2 separate regions of the Rattus norvegicus genome follow, and region 2 is linked to region 1. A link is a contact called in public Hi-C data. All regions are on one chromosome and are shown on one strand. The core of a region is the stretch at or near the end of the contact, and the rest is flanking DNA. Distances in the headings are between cores, read along the strand shown. Region 1 overlaps Hs1bp3 (HCLS1 binding protein 3). Region 2 has its middle 73 kb from the start of Hs1bp3.

The links. Hi-C and Micro-C count contacts between places; a contact is called where the count stands out from the background.
Region 2: a contact with region 1 is called in a Hi-C map of Schwann cells, with 4 times the contacts expected there. The contact joins two enhancer-like sites. A contact is called at or near these places in 4 of 12 Hi-C or Micro-C datasets (the Rat2 cell line, Schwann cells and liver).

Annotation. Positions count from the first base shown.
Region 1 is chr6:36,929,435-36,936,747 of GRCr8, forward strand. Hs1bp3 (HCLS1 binding protein 3) reads left to right here. Exons shown (of 7, transcript NM_001398778.1): 5 at 4,418-4,572; 6 at 5,712-5,847. It overlaps LOC134479336 (a long non-coding RNA gene), which reads right to left. Exons shown (of 2, transcript XR_010052521.1): 2 at 6,616-6,826. Among named protein-coding and RNA genes, the nearest start is that of Hs1bp3, 21 kb to the left of the region's middle. Within about 2 kb of position 2,842, at least 47 of the 93 cell types and tissues checked have an H3K27ac peak or open chromatin away from gene starts, as enhancers often do. A contact at or near this core is called in Schwann cells, where this site is marked.
Region 2 is chr6:36,981,351-36,988,663 of GRCr8, forward strand. No RefSeq gene overlaps it. Among named protein-coding and RNA genes, the nearest start is that of Hs1bp3, 73 kb to the left of the region's middle. Within about 2 kb of position 3,316, at least 48 of the 93 cell types and tissues checked have an H3K27ac peak or open chromatin away from gene starts, as enhancers often do. A contact at or near this core is called in Schwann cells, where this site is marked.

The sequences.
Region 1 (7,313 bases), core at 1,592-4,091:
GCCGTCACTGGTTGCCACGGGAGGTGGATAAATCTGGAATGGCTCCACAAGGCCCCTGGGTGGCCAGAGGAGGAGGCTGCTCTCGGGTGTCAATCACTGTCACCAGAAGTGCCTGAGCCACGGGGAGCGAGACACTTCTTGGCCAGGCAGAGCTTTGGAACTGTCGGCAGCAGCTGCCACATCTCCCTGCGTTTGCTACGCCCAGCTCTGAACAGGGCCCGGCTGTACATCTGGCTCCTGTCAGATACACAGCAGGAGAACCAGAGTCTGTACAGCAGCATGAACATGCTTACACATGCCTGCGGCCGTGCAGGGACCGCTACCTACCTCACACAGCCTGTAGTGGGCAAGGTGCCTCTTAGGGTAGCCCTCACCTCAGGATCTGCACAGGTCTGCAGGAAGTCAGGGGCTGCAGACCCTGCTCTGTCCCTGCTGTCCGTGCATGGCTTTCTCTCCTGACAGTGCTGAGGGTGAGCTCCTGACAGTGCTGAGGGTGAGCTCCTGACAGTGCTGAGAGTGAGCCCCTGACAGTGCTGAGGGTGAGCCCCTGACAGTGCTGAGGGTGAGCCCCTGACAGTGCTGAGGGTGAGCCCCTGACAGTGCTGAGGTTGAGCCCCTGACAGTGCCGAGGGTGAGCCCCTGACAGTGCTGAGGTTGAGCCCCTGACAGTGCTGAGGGTGAGCCGTATGTCTGCGGACAGCTGGGTGGAGGCATTGGCCTTGGGTAGTGTAGGAGGACGAATGCTCAGAGCCCCAGTGACTCAAATCCAGATGAAGTGATTGACCCCATCCATCCAACACTTAGCATACGGTTCTTGTAATGGCGCCGCCACAATGTTCTTTCCAGCATTTACTCTGACCTCCCCTGCCTTCCAGGGTTCCTCAAGACAGACCATAGTCTGTGAGCAAAGTTCCACGAGGGATGGCTCCCCCGTCCCTCTTCTCACCCGTGCCTAGCGAGGTGTATGCTCCTGATTAGGCCACAGTCGGGCTCCTTCACGGTGCAGGGTGACTGACAGCCGGTCTGCCAGAGATGCCCCTCTACCCTCAGCCACTGGGTCAGCTGCTTGCTTCCATTACCTCCGTCCGTTCCTCCCTGCATCCTCACCGACTTCACGGTGTGCTCCAGCCTGGTTTTTCTTAGGTGGAATGACCTGTGTCTGGGACTGACTGCTCAGCTCACGGCCTCTGGGAAGGTTGCGAGTGCATCTTAAGTGGTGGGGTCTGTCTGTATCACCTAGAGCAGGCACCTCTACATGGGAGGAGCGGGTGGGGTGGGGAAGGGAGGAGGAGGAGGGGGGAGGAGGAGTGGGGAAGAACAGGAGGAGGAAGAGGTGGTGGTGGTAGTGGTGGAAGAGGGGGAGGAATGGACAGGCTGCTTGCAGCTGAAAAGCTGGCAGAGGGGTGTTGTTAGAAGAACTGCCTTTGTAAACATGAGTGCTGACACTGCAGCTCTGACCCCTTATTTCCTGTCTTATAACTGTCTGCCTGCCTGCCTGCCTGCCTGCCTGCCTGCCTGCCTGCCTGCCTGCCTGCCTGCCTGCCTGCCTGCTTTCCTGCCTGCCTGTTTCTCCTCTCCTTCCAGTCAGCTAATCTGTCTTCCTTCTCTTTGATGACTATCCAGCTACACAGGACAGATGCCTATCTATCTGACTGTCAGTCTGTCTGTCTTGCTGCCTGCCTTCTTCCTTCTAGTATTTGCTGAACACCTTTCTGCAGTGTTGGGATCAATCAGACAAGACCCTGGGGGCTTCCAGGTCCCCTCGCGTCCCTTGTGTCCCCTTTGGAGAGCTGAGAAATTGGAGGACAGGACAGCTCAGTGGGCAGACAGTGCTGACGGAACGCTCTTGTGCCGAACATCTGCTTTGTTTCAGTTCAACAAAAATCGCAGATATCACCAAGGAGGACAAAGATGTGAGAGGGAAACTTGCCCAGAAGGGAGGTCTAGCCTCATCTGTGCTGTCCAGGTCAGACTGAGCCGAAATGGAAAAGTGGTTGAAACCTCCCTCACCTGGCTTCCCGCCTGTTCTCTCATACTTCCCTTCTTCTTCCCGAGTTCCCTACTCGGTGCTTCCTGCCGTTCTTGATCCATAGGAAACTTTGCTCCCCTGCCCTCTGGGCCTTTTGAGTGGGTACCATGTGTGTTGGGCCCTCAAAGGAGGAGGTTTCCGAGTGGGCGAGCACCTGAGGGTTACATTCCAGAGCCATGCCCACAGTTCCAGGGCCCTCTAGGAATACTGACACAGGGAGTCTGGACTCTGGACATCCTTGCTAGGGCCATGGCCTCTGTCAGTCACCAGGACTGTTGATTCTGCCTGATAGATAAAAATGTAGGGAGCCCTCCCACGAGGAGCAGCCGAGTCCACACTGTGCGTCTGAGAGGAGCTAGAGCGGAGGCTTTCTGAAGGGTGCTCACTATCAGGTTAGAGATCCTCACTCCCTCACCCGCCCCAGCACCACAAGCAGAGCAGAGCCCTGTCAGCACTTCACCGTGGTGACCCCGTTGACAGAAGAAATTTTTTGCAAATACTGCAGTAGGGACACAGATGCCATCACTGTTGGAATGTGCCACTCTCTCCCCAGAGGACAGCAAGGACAGTTCTGTTCATAGGACACTGAGAGTAAGGAGCAAGATCCTAAGTAGTAACCACCCTACTCCCAGCCCCCAAATATCCTGCCTGCTGGGCAACCTCCACTGGACACTCGATGCCTCTGAACCAGGAAGGCTTCTGGGAAAATAGTCTCCTCAGAGTCCCTGGCTTTGCAGCACCCAGGGACCTGGTATTTTTATCTGCCACTGGAGAGCCTGTGGTACAGTTTTTGACAGTGGCCAGCCCCTGCGCAGTTTGCCACTGTGCTGCCAAAATGAGCTCAGAGATGACCTCAGTCCAGTGGAACTAGCTGCCAGGCATTCAGGAGAAAATGATCCCGGTTTCCAGTAAAAAAAAGAAAAGAAAAGAAACTTTTACGGTTTGTAGGAATCTTAAAATGCCTAATGTGGGTGGCAGCCCCCGTGCATGAGGTCAGCTTGTTAAAACAAAACTAAGTTTGTGATCCGGCATTGGAGACGTTGTCACTAAGGCAGTCCAGATCATGTGACCCAGCAACGTAGAGCTAGCCTAGCCACCTGGATCAAGAAGTAAAACTGCAAACCTCAGGAGCCTCCCTGGTGACCCTCGGTTTCCCACCACAAGCATCCCAGGGCAGGAGCTCATCAGTCAGTGAACTGGTGTGGCACAGCCAGGCCCAGCTGACTGCAGAGGAACTTCAGAAAGGAGTAGGTTACCCAGGGGAACCATTGAGTAGCCAAGAAGGACGGCAGGTACACTACTGAGAGATGGGTGGTGAAACAAGGGCTTAGGCGGTGGGGTGGTTAATACTGTCAGTCTAACAGGACAGAGGATTAACCAGCCTCTAGGAGGATCGGAGAAGGGTTTTTGGATTGGATTAATTGAGGTCGGAAAACTCACTCTAAGTATTGGCAGCACCGTGGTATGGTCTGGTGTCTGGGACTTCATAAAAGGGATAAAGCAAACCAAGCACTGACAATGGCTGCCGTGTGGCCAGCTGCACCTGTCACGCTGACCGCCCCACCCCCATGGTAGACTGTACCCTCAAACCATGAACCCGTACAATCCCTGCCTTCTTCAAGTTGTTCTGTCATTGTTGTTGTTCACTGTTTCGTCACAGAGAAAAGTGGGGGCTGGAGAGATGGCTCAGAGGTTAAGAGCACTGACAGCTTGTTCAGAAGTCCTGAGTTCAATTCCCAGCAACCACATGGTGGCTCACAACCATCTGTAATGGGATCTGATGCCCTCTTCTGGTGTGTCTGAAGACAGCGACAGTGTACTTATATAGAATATATAAATCTTTCACTAACACAGGCTTCTTCCTGCTCTCCTAGACCCTACCCCTTGAACTTTGAGCCCCAAATCACATTTACCCCATGTCTAAGTAGCTGTGGAGAGCAGCCTTCTGAACCCGAGCCCCAGGGGGTTAGGGACCCCCACTGCCTTAGTTAGTTAGGGGTTCCATTGATACCATGACCAAGGCAACTCTTATAAAGGACAATATTTAACTGGGGCTGGCTTACAGGTTCAGAGGTTCAGTGCATTATCAAAGCAGGAAACATGGCAGCATCCAGGCAGGCGCGGTGCAGGAGAAGCTGAGAGTTCTACAGCTTGTTCCAAAGGCAAGCAGGAGAAAACTGCTGTCTTCCAGGCAGCTAGGAGGAGGGTCTCAAAGCCCACCCCCACAGTGACACACTTCCTCCAACAAGGCCACACCTACCCCATCAAGGCCACACCTGCTCATATGTTCCTCGGCATCCAGAAGGCCCAGCTGAGCTGGAGATCTGGGAATGACCAATAGGCCACTCGTGCACTCGTGAGAATCCTTACCTTGTGTTTTATCTCCAGCTCCAAGAAGCCTAAGAAACACCAAGAAGTGGCCATGAGGACCAAGCCTTCACCTCGGCTCACCATCTTTGACGAGGAGGTAGACCCTGACGAGGGGCTCTTTAGCTCAGACAAGAAGGTGTCCCCTCGGAGACCTCTGGGGACCACAGAGGACCGTGAGTACTGTGTTGTCCCTGCTATCGGCTTAGCGCTTGGTGAACATCTGCGTCCCTGAGCAAGTGGGTCTAAACCTTGTCCTGTTTCGATGGAATACAGATTAGAGTGTAGAGATTTCCCGCTGGTGTCCCTCACGCCTGGCATCCCCACAGGCTGCAGCATTTGGGGATTACATACTCACTCGGAATGTTCTACAGAGCAGAGAATGACAGGTTTCTTAGTTGCTTAGAGACCTAGTTCCTTAATTACATCTGCAACCTCAAGGGCACTGGAGCTCCCTGAAACTGTTTAATGGAAAGTGGATACTGACCTACCTTGGGCATGCATGTGACTCTGTATAATTTTTAATTCTCATGAGTGTGTGCCACCCACGTAGATTCTACTGCAAGGCGTGGTGCAGGGTTCAGAGGAGGTGCTTAGCGGCTTTGGGACTTTTCCGTGTATCTCTGACCTTTGCTCACGCCTGCCCAGGTCCTTCTCCCCAGGGGAAGAATTGATGATTCATCCAATGCTTAGCGAGCGTCCACCAAGGGAAGATCCATGGGGAGATAAAGATAGATAATATCACCCAAAAATTCAGCACAGCCCAAGTCTCTTTCGGGGATGAGCAGAAACACGGGTTCCCATAGGACCGTAGGCATCCTGGGAGAGAGTACAGCGGTGAATCCCAAAAGCCAGGAGGCTTAACCAGGTCCACTGGGAAAAGACGCTTCAAGTAAAGACATGATCGACACTCCCAAAGTGCAGCTCCTGTGGGACAGGTTGGCTTCCTGAAGATGGATGGGCCTTGTGGGTAATTTTTGTCTGTCGCCTCTGCTCATCACCCACGACCTTGACAAGACCTGTGGCTGGTGGGTGCCCCTCAGTGCCCGCTCGTTAGCACTGGCCTGCCAGAACTTCGAGGAGCCTGGTGCAGTGTCCTGAGAAGCCACTTCTGCCAGCAGTGAGAAGCCCTCGAGGACTGGAACAGAGCCAGGCCAAAGCGGACAGGCCTTATAGAGACGCTGTGTCCTTGCCTGCCTTCTGCTTTCCTGCCCACTCACTCGGGTGCAATAGGGGGCTTAGCAGGCCTGCTGTCTGGCATCTGAGGATAGACAAGCACTTTCTTTATCGTCTGCTGTGTCCTCTCTTCCCACAGCCCTGAAGCTGTTTGACGACCCTGACCTAGGTGGGGCTGTCTCCCTGGGTGACCCTTTACTGCTGCCGGCTGCCCATGAGAGTAGAGGGCCCACATCCAGCCCAGAACACAGGGATGCCTCCAAAGAGCTGTTCAGGTACCGTCGTACCCCAGGAAGACTTCTCTAGCTTGTAACCCAAGTGGTAGTGCGTTTTACCAGCTTCAGCTCACAAGGGAGGAGGGATCCAGGCCTGGCCAAGTCTAGCAGCCATGAGTGGCTAAAAGGGGGTGAGGATTTGCTGGGAGAAAGCTGTGGGCAACGAGGGCAGCCCCACTGGTTCCACGAACTACACTCATTTTCTTCTCACACTTCTATTTTAATAGCTTTTTTTTTAAAGATTTATTTATTTTTATTATATCTGAGAGTACACTGTAGCTGTTTTCAGACACACCAGAAGAGGGCATCAGATCACAGATGGTTGTGAGCCACCATGTGGTTGCTGGGAATTGAACTCAAGATCTTTGGAAGAGCAGCCAGTGCTCTTTTTTTTTTTTTTTTTTTTTATTAACTTGAGTATTTTTTATATACATTTCGAGTGTTATTCCCTTTCCCGGTTTCCGGGCAAACATCCCCCTCCCCCCTCCCCTTCCTTATGGGTGTTCCCCTCCCAACCCTCCCCCCATTGCCGCCCTCCCCCCAACAGTCTAGTTCACTGGGGGTTCAGTCTTAGCAGGACCCAGGGCTTCCCCTTCCACTGGTGCTCTTACTAGGATATTCATTGCTACCTGTGACGTCAGAGTCCAGTGTCAGTCCATGTATAGTCTTTAGGTAGTGGCTTAGTCCCTGGAAGCTCTGGTTGCTTGGCATTGTTGTACATATGGGGTCTCGAGCCCCTTCAAGCTCTTCTAGTTCTTTCTCTGATTCCTTCAACGGGGGTCCTATTCTCAGTTCAGTGGTTTGTTGCTGGCATTCGCCTCTGTATTTGCTGTATTCTGGCTGTGTCTCTCAGGAGTGATCTACATCCGGCTCCTGTCGGTCTGCACTTCTTTGCTTCATCCATCTTGTCTAGTTGGGTGGCTGTATATGTAGCAGCCAGTGCTCTTAAACGCTGAGCTATCTCTCCAGCCCTTAGTAGCTTCAGTAAAGGAATAAATTACACAATTCATGAGCGAGTATAATTGGTATAAGTGGGTTCGGGAACAAATAAAACTGACCCTCAATACACTACAGCATACTCAGAGAGAACAAAGCACAAATGTACTTCAGAACCATGGCCCAGTCCACCAGGAGGGTCCCATCAGAGGGAGGGGAAAGCCACAGTTAATCTGTTACAAGAACGTTGGTGTCAGATGCAGAAAAACAAAACAAAGCCCACTATTTCCTTAGAGCTTACTGTGTGTTTGGCACTGTGAGAAATTTGCTTTACCACAGATATTCTTACTTACCCCTTGCTCGACCCCTAAGATAGGCGCTGTTCTCTGCAACTACAGAAAATAGTATAGGAAAGATCACCTGCCCCAGGCCACCACTCCTGGCAGGCTCTGTCACCACCTCTCTGCTCCAGCGGAAGCCCTGAGCCCTCGGAGAAGAGGGAGAGAGACCTGCCTTCCTGTCTCAGGCTG
Region 2 (7,313 bases), core at 2,066-4,565, 52 kb after region 1:
TGTTTCTGGACAAGTGAGGGATTTTTGCCTATGTAATTAAGGCCTTTTGAATTCATCAAAAGCAGACCCTCCTGCATGGATCTGGCTCCAATAGGGAGCCACTTCATAAAGGCATAATAGAGTAGAGGCCATCTTGGAGAGGAGCTACAGACAAAATCTGGGGCCCCGCGGCAGCTTCCATCTACTACCCCCCTCCCATCACTGCAGAAGAAATCATGAGTGTGGGCATAGGTTCTTTCCCACATGAGCCTCCACACCAGATCACAGCTCAGCAAAGGCTTCAGTTCCACGTGGCACAGGGCAAAAGGGTCCAGATAAGCTTTGTCTACACTCTCGGCCTCGAGGGACTGCGGGAAAGCAAAGATGTGTTGTCCTGAGCTGCTAAATTTGCAGCGATTTGTCCCATAGTATGACACTAGAACAGGCAGGGAGGAGGAAGCTTCCCAAGGTCACACTGGAGCCTGAGAGCTCGAAATAGCTTATCTTCTCCAGGCCTTCCACCTTGGCCCAAAGCTCTCCTCAAACTAGAGTCAGTCACTGAACAGCACAAACAGAGTCAGCTCTGAAGTGCTGGTGCCTTCCCTGGTGCCGAGAACCTGAAAGCTAGAAGGGGCGTGCACAGAAGTGCACACCAAGCAGGCTTTTGGTGGCATCTATACAGGACACTTAGCTGTGGCTCTGGCCTCAGGGGAGGCATCCTCGGAGTGGCTTAGTAGGGACAGCATTCCCTTTCACAACACCCGTACATCCGAATTTCATGCTAATTTTTTTGTTTGTTGTAAAACATATGGGCTTTTCTATGCCTGCCCTTGCTCTGAAATAATGGCATGGGGACCTATATTCATTATAAACGTCTGGCACTGTAGCTGGGCAGGTATTAAGCTATTCTAACTTGACAATGAGCCTGGCTTACTCCCCGTCATGTGTCCCACCACCTTAGACTTCATCTGACATCTCCTTTATTAGTGTACTGATGGAGACTCTCAGGATCCCACCTGAAACCCTTTCCTTCTGTCCAGGCACGGAAGCCCCGCCTTATCCTCTCCTGGCCAGCTATAGGCTATTCAGCTCTTTATTTAACCAATCAAATGATGGCAAACAATGCTTTACAAAATACTGTGCCTTACAAAAGTCTGAACTGCTACCAGACCTCTGTGTATAGGATTCAGCATATGGATACGTAGTGCACAAAAGCATCCCCAACAGTTTTGTTTGTTTGTTTATGACAGAGTTTCTCTATGTGTTCTTGGTTTGTCCTAGAACTCACTCTGTAGACCAGGCTGACCTAGAACTCATTAAGGTCTTCCTGCCTGTTTCTCAAGTGCTGGGATTAAAGGCATGTACCATACTGCCCAGCATCCATATTGATTTTTAATGAAAAGTGCCAGTTTGCCTATTACCTGCCTGCCTGGGTATCTATTCCAATGATTCCTTTTTCCCCCCATAACTTTACATGTATGATTATCTTAGAAGGTGTGGTTGCTGTGTTTGTTTGTTTGGTTGGTTTTTTGCTTTTTGTTTTGTTTTGTTTTTTGTCTGTTTAAAATAGCATTCCTTTGTTTCAGTGTGTTTCTCCAGTAATCAGTTAGTGAGCTTGTTAGTCACTTGGACTTTTTCTCTTAGTCATTCTTTGTGTACACATGTTTGGGGGGGAGCGGGGAGGCAGAGGAAGACACACTGTGTGCCGCTCTACCACTATCTACTGTATTCCTTTGAGACAGTTTCTCAACTAAGGCTGGAGCTAGGTTCCTGGCCAGCAACCCGCTGCAATTCTCCTGTGTTTCTCACACTCAGCAAATTACTTTGCCCACCGAACATTCTCCCCACCCCTCCTTTCAACTCTTTAAGATGTGTTGTTTCTTCTCCCTCCTCCTCCATGACAAGCCTCTAATATGTCTGAAAGCTGGAGTAGCCCCTCGGTCACCCTGCCTAATGCCCATATCTGTGCTCGGCCGTGATCATTGGCCTCTGTGCTTTTCATGCTAAGCTGTGTCCTCAGAGGGGCACCAATGTGAGGGTTTAAACTCGGCCCATGCCGGGACAGACAGCAAGACAACATGGGTCTACGTGGAAAGGTTTAATGAGAGAAGAGGAGAGGAGAGGAAAGGAGGCAGGCCATGGGCACGTGGTGGGAAGGGGAAAGGGTGATGGGGGAAGGGGGCAAGAACAGAGAAGAACAAAGAGAGAAGATAGAGAGGAGGGAGCAAGCAGCCCCTTATATAGTCAGGCCCAGCTGGCTGTTGTTAGGCAACTATGGGGCGGAGCATACCTGGCTGTTCCCAGGTAGCTGTGGGGGTGGAGCTTAGACAGAACCAACACTGTCCTCCTGGAGGGACTCTGCACTTAACGCTAGAAGTGGATCAGCTGCTTCCTCTATTGACCAAAAGTTTATTCCTTTTCTTTCTTTCTTTCTTTCTTTCTTTCTTTCTTTCTTTCTTTCTTTTTTTTTTTTTTTTTTTTTTTTTTTTTTGCCTGAGGATTGGGAGGTGAGATAAGAAGACTAAGCATAGAGTCATCAGGCTTCAAAGTCCGAGCTGGTCACTGTCTGATCCTTGCTGACACAGATCGACCATCCTCATAATAGCTTTGTCTTTTAAAATTATTTTATTCCCATTGGAAAGAAGACAACTGGATGGGTTTTAGATTAGAGATTGTTGTGCGCGCGCGCGTCCGCAAGCTCGTGCACACGCACTCGCGAGCGGTGAGCATTATGAACCTGTGATGGCCGGAGGTTGACACTGGATGCTTTCCTTTATTGTTCTCTACCTAGTAATTTGAAACAAAGTCCCGGAGCTCGCCTTTTTGACTGGACTGGCTAGCCAGGGAGCCTCCAGGATCCTCCTGTTTTCCTACCCAGTCCCAGTGCTGGATTACTGAAGCATGCCACCACACCTCGTTTTTACATGGGTGCTGTGGATCTGACCTCAGGCCCTTATGCTTGCTCAGCAAACCCTTTACCCCCTAAGCCTTCTCCCCAGCCTGAGACTTGGAATCTTAACTCGCCTAAGAGCTAAGCGTCTGCCTCTCAGGCCAGGCCCTGATTTGCCCTTTAGGGAGGGGTGTATTCCCGGGGTGAGGTGGGGGTGGTGACTGAATGTTGAGTCTTTCCCTGGGCTCAGCAGCTTAGAGGACTCTGACTGATGGAGAACTAGGGAGAAAATACAAATGACCCCATTGAGCTTGCTGTGCCACGGGGGCTTCCGGAGGGAACAATAGCCTCTATGTCTGTGTCTTCTGAGGGCCGGAAGCCCCCAGTGCTTGGCCTATGGATGAGTCATACACGCTCTCTCCTGGCTCAGCTTTGTTATGCCTAAGGATCTTTTAGTCCAGCCTGAAACCGGATGACCTCATCCTCAGGGGCTGGGGAAGCCCTGTCTCTTCAGCCTCAGGGAAACAAATTCTCCTCCCACCCTCAGCTCAGACGCTGATCCTGGCCTTGAGTGAGTTCCTGGAGCTGCCTAGCGTCCGGTGTCCCCTCACCACTTCCAAGAGCCTCGGCCCCGTGTGTACCACAGGGAAACGGTGGGGAAAGTCCCCTTTGTTCTCTCTGACAGTCTGTATCTGGTGGCCACCCAGCTTTGGCTGTGTCTTGTGGAGTTTCCTGTACTCAAGTGAAGCTGCCATCACCACCAGCCCCCACCCCACCCGAGTACAATTAGGAATGCCCCCCACCCCACCCCCACCCCGTGAGTGGCAGGAAACCGGGGTGGGGTGGGGCGCTCCTGCACGGCTTCCTCTGATCCGCTTGTGATGGAATAGGACCCAATTGTCCATAGGACTGGGGCACTAAAACTTGAATTCTTCCGAGTGGTTATTGCTTCTGTTCATCTTTGAGTGCTCACCCCATTGGTGGGCATAGAACAGGGCCCGTCTACCACCTGTGGCGGTGAGAACTGACTTTCCCTTGCCAAGCCTCAGTTTCCACTCCTGTGGAACCATATTGCTCAGAGAACCGTGAGAGGTGTGGACAAGATTTATATAGGCGGGGAATGTGGCTCATGGCCTGCCCTCAGTAAACCACAGTCACCTCCATTTCATTCCCTGCAGCTTTGTGGAGGCTCTTACACGGTGTTCCTTCCATCAGACTTCCTTCACCTCCTTGACACGTTTCCTCAGGACACAGAGTGAGTGGAGACACCTGGAGAGCCTCTGGGGAACTGCCCTAGTTGCCTGAGTGTCAAGGAGTGTGCCATAGCTGCCTCGGCGGCGGAGGTACTGTATTTGTTAGTAACCATGGTGAGCGATCCTTACCGTGAGATCTCAGCCCAGAGAGCTTTGGCTGTAGGTGTGGAAAGTCTAGACCTTGGGTTCCAAGTAGTAGGTTGTGGGGCTTTTCCTTGAGGCCCACAGAAGAGAGGTCCTTCTATATAGTTGAATCATGTCTTACTTCTCAGAGTAGGTAGGGCATCAGGTAATAATGGTCAAGGGAAGCCATTAGGTCATGAATGTACTAGGTCAGAAACACAGATGGAATTGAGTCTTTCCACAATGTCAGAGTTTACTGAAGGATAATGAACGCACCAACTATGTTTGTTTCACTGATTACAATTTACTGAGTGGTCTTGATTTTACTAAATAGTACGGTTGTTGGCAAGCCAAAATGTGTTTATTCTAGTCTTGATGAGTTTGAACTCTCAGACCACACATTATACTTCACGTGAAGGGTGTGTGTGTGTGTGTGTGTGTGTGTGTGTGTGTGTAGTGTGCATTACAACATGGTTACAAAGGGTTTAAGAGGCACAGGGTTCAAAGAAGCTGAGGTAGAAAACTGACGTAAATACAGAGGTCGGACATGAATGAACCCAGGTGGAGGCTCACAGAGCTGAGCCTGAGCCACAGGTCCACATAGATGACCTGCAACTCTCAAGGCAAGGTACAAATAGGTGAACGGACAGAAACCCAGAGACTGTGTAAGCTAAGCCCTGTATAAACTGACGTACGCACGCAATGGGACGGGTTGGTGGCACCATTGCCATCCCATTCCTCTTATTTCCAGGTTGTTGCATCTTTCAATGACCGTCTGTGTTTAATACGTTCACAGGCCTGGTTCCGGGCTTTCTTTAATGATTTTAATCTGCCCATGCCCATATGTTCCTCATCCACTTCGGTAAGTTCCAAGGTGGTTTTCCCTTACCTGCACGGCTAAGTTATCAGTCTTTGTTCCATGGTTTAATTTGTAGATCTAGTGTTGTCCATGTGCACAAAGACACAGAATCACTCTGCCTCTGTTGTGTATTCAAGTTGGAGCCAACGATGCCTTGTGAGCTGGATTCACCCAGGGCAAGGCTCAGCATGAAAACCTGTTTCACACAATTTCCATCTGGGCTTGATCCCCCCGAATTCCCACCTCTGCACCAAGCCACCTCCGGAGCCCCAGTTCTGTAACAAGAACTTTGTCCTGCCTGCATTCTAGCCTACAACCAGGGCACGGAAAGTTCCCTGAAGGAAAATGACACCATTCTGAGTGTTCCACACTGAGCTTTCCGGCCTGCTGGATCATCGTGAGACACCAGATACATTTCTATTCTCTTGGCTTTTGCAAAGCCATGACTGCTCCTGACCACAGAACAGCACAGCTGTGAAGGAAGTTACAGAGACACAGTGGAGAAATTTGAGAGAAGAGGCCATCCTGGGACAAACCTAGACAGGTCTTTGCTTGTCTTTGTTAATAAACCAGTATCTCTGTTACCCAACTACATAACACACTCAACCTGGCTCGAGGTTGGGAGTGGAGTCTTGGATAAAACCCCTCACACTACATCCTTCGGTCTACTGGGAGGAGTTGTTCCTCTAGGATCTTGATCTAGTTAAAGTTTATGTCCAAGGGTAGCAGGAGAATAGACACTCCGGATTGTAACATCAAGATTAACAGACGACAGGCTGGAGAGATGGCTCAGCAGTTAAGAGCACTGACTGACCTCCCAGAGGTCCTGAGTTCAATTCCCAGCAACCGCATGGTGCCTCACAACCATCTGTAATGGGATCTGATGCCCTCTCTGGTGGGTCTGAAGAGAGTGTACTTATATACATTTAAGAAAAAAGTTAAAAAAGAAAAGATTAACAGGGGCAAAGTTTGCAGAGGCAAACTAGAAATCCGTCTTCACAATAGGCTTCATCTGAGGAACAGACCATCTGTGGGAAAAGCCAGGAAAATACAAAGAAGTGAACTGGGTGTTATATAAATATCACATAAAGGGCTCTGGGCCACAGGGCTTCTTGCCTCAGCTCATTAGCCCAATCCCTTGTTTGTCTTTCCCCTTCTTAATAAGCTGTCTCAATTTCTGCTTCTAACCATGTGTCCCTGGTGTTTTGTGGGTCACAATAGCTTAGAACCGGGTACCCTCTCCACTTAGATTCTCAGCATGGCATCCCGAAACATGTTTTCCCTGACTCTCTGGGCTGTCCTGCTGCCTCCATTCCTAACTTAGAAGACATGCCTTCTCCCTCTCCTCGATTCCTCAAAAAAAAACACTGCCCATGCCTAAAGAAAATCTTGGCTAATTGATGTGAAACCTAGGTAAACCCCTGAGGATCTTGTTCTGCCCTGACCAATAGCTTGGGTGGAACCCAGAGACTTTGGTCTCTTTGGGGCCAAGTTTGGGGCTGAAACTGAACCACTTCAGGCAACGATGGGTGCCTCTTCCTATCCTTTTCTTACTCAACTGTCAGGGCCTACCCGTACTTTTTTTTTTTTTTTTTTTTTTTTTTGGTTCTTTTTTTTTTTTCCGGAGCTGGGGACCGAACCCAGGGCCTTGCGCTTCCTAGGCAAGCGCTCTATCACTAGCTAAATCCCCAACCCCCGGCCTTCCCGTACTTTAATGCTGAATCAATAATACATGAGCATCAATTTACAACATCCCCAGTTCTCGACCTCCTTGGAATCACGTGTTGGGCCTGCCCTGAACTGCATCATACCTCAGTCTAGGCCCAATGGACAGCCCTGCTTCTCCTGTATGCCCAACTCTAGCAGCCCTTTCTCTAAGAAATTTAGCACTAAACACTAAATAAACACCACTTCCATCCCTCGGAACAGTGTTGGGCCTCTATAGTAATACTTGCTGAATGTAGGCTCTGGGGTCATTCCCTCAGCCAGCTGTAGAAATTACTTAGCTCATGGTTCTCTCCCCATCTTGAAAATGGATGTGAAAGAAATATGTGTTACATAAGGGCTGAAGAGATGCTTTCGTGGTTAAGAGCATGTGTTTTTTTTCCAGAAGGCTTGGGTTTGATTCCCTGGATCCACATGGTGGTTCACAACTATCAATAGCTCCAATTCCACAGGGGACCTGATAGACTTTTTGTAATTTTAATCC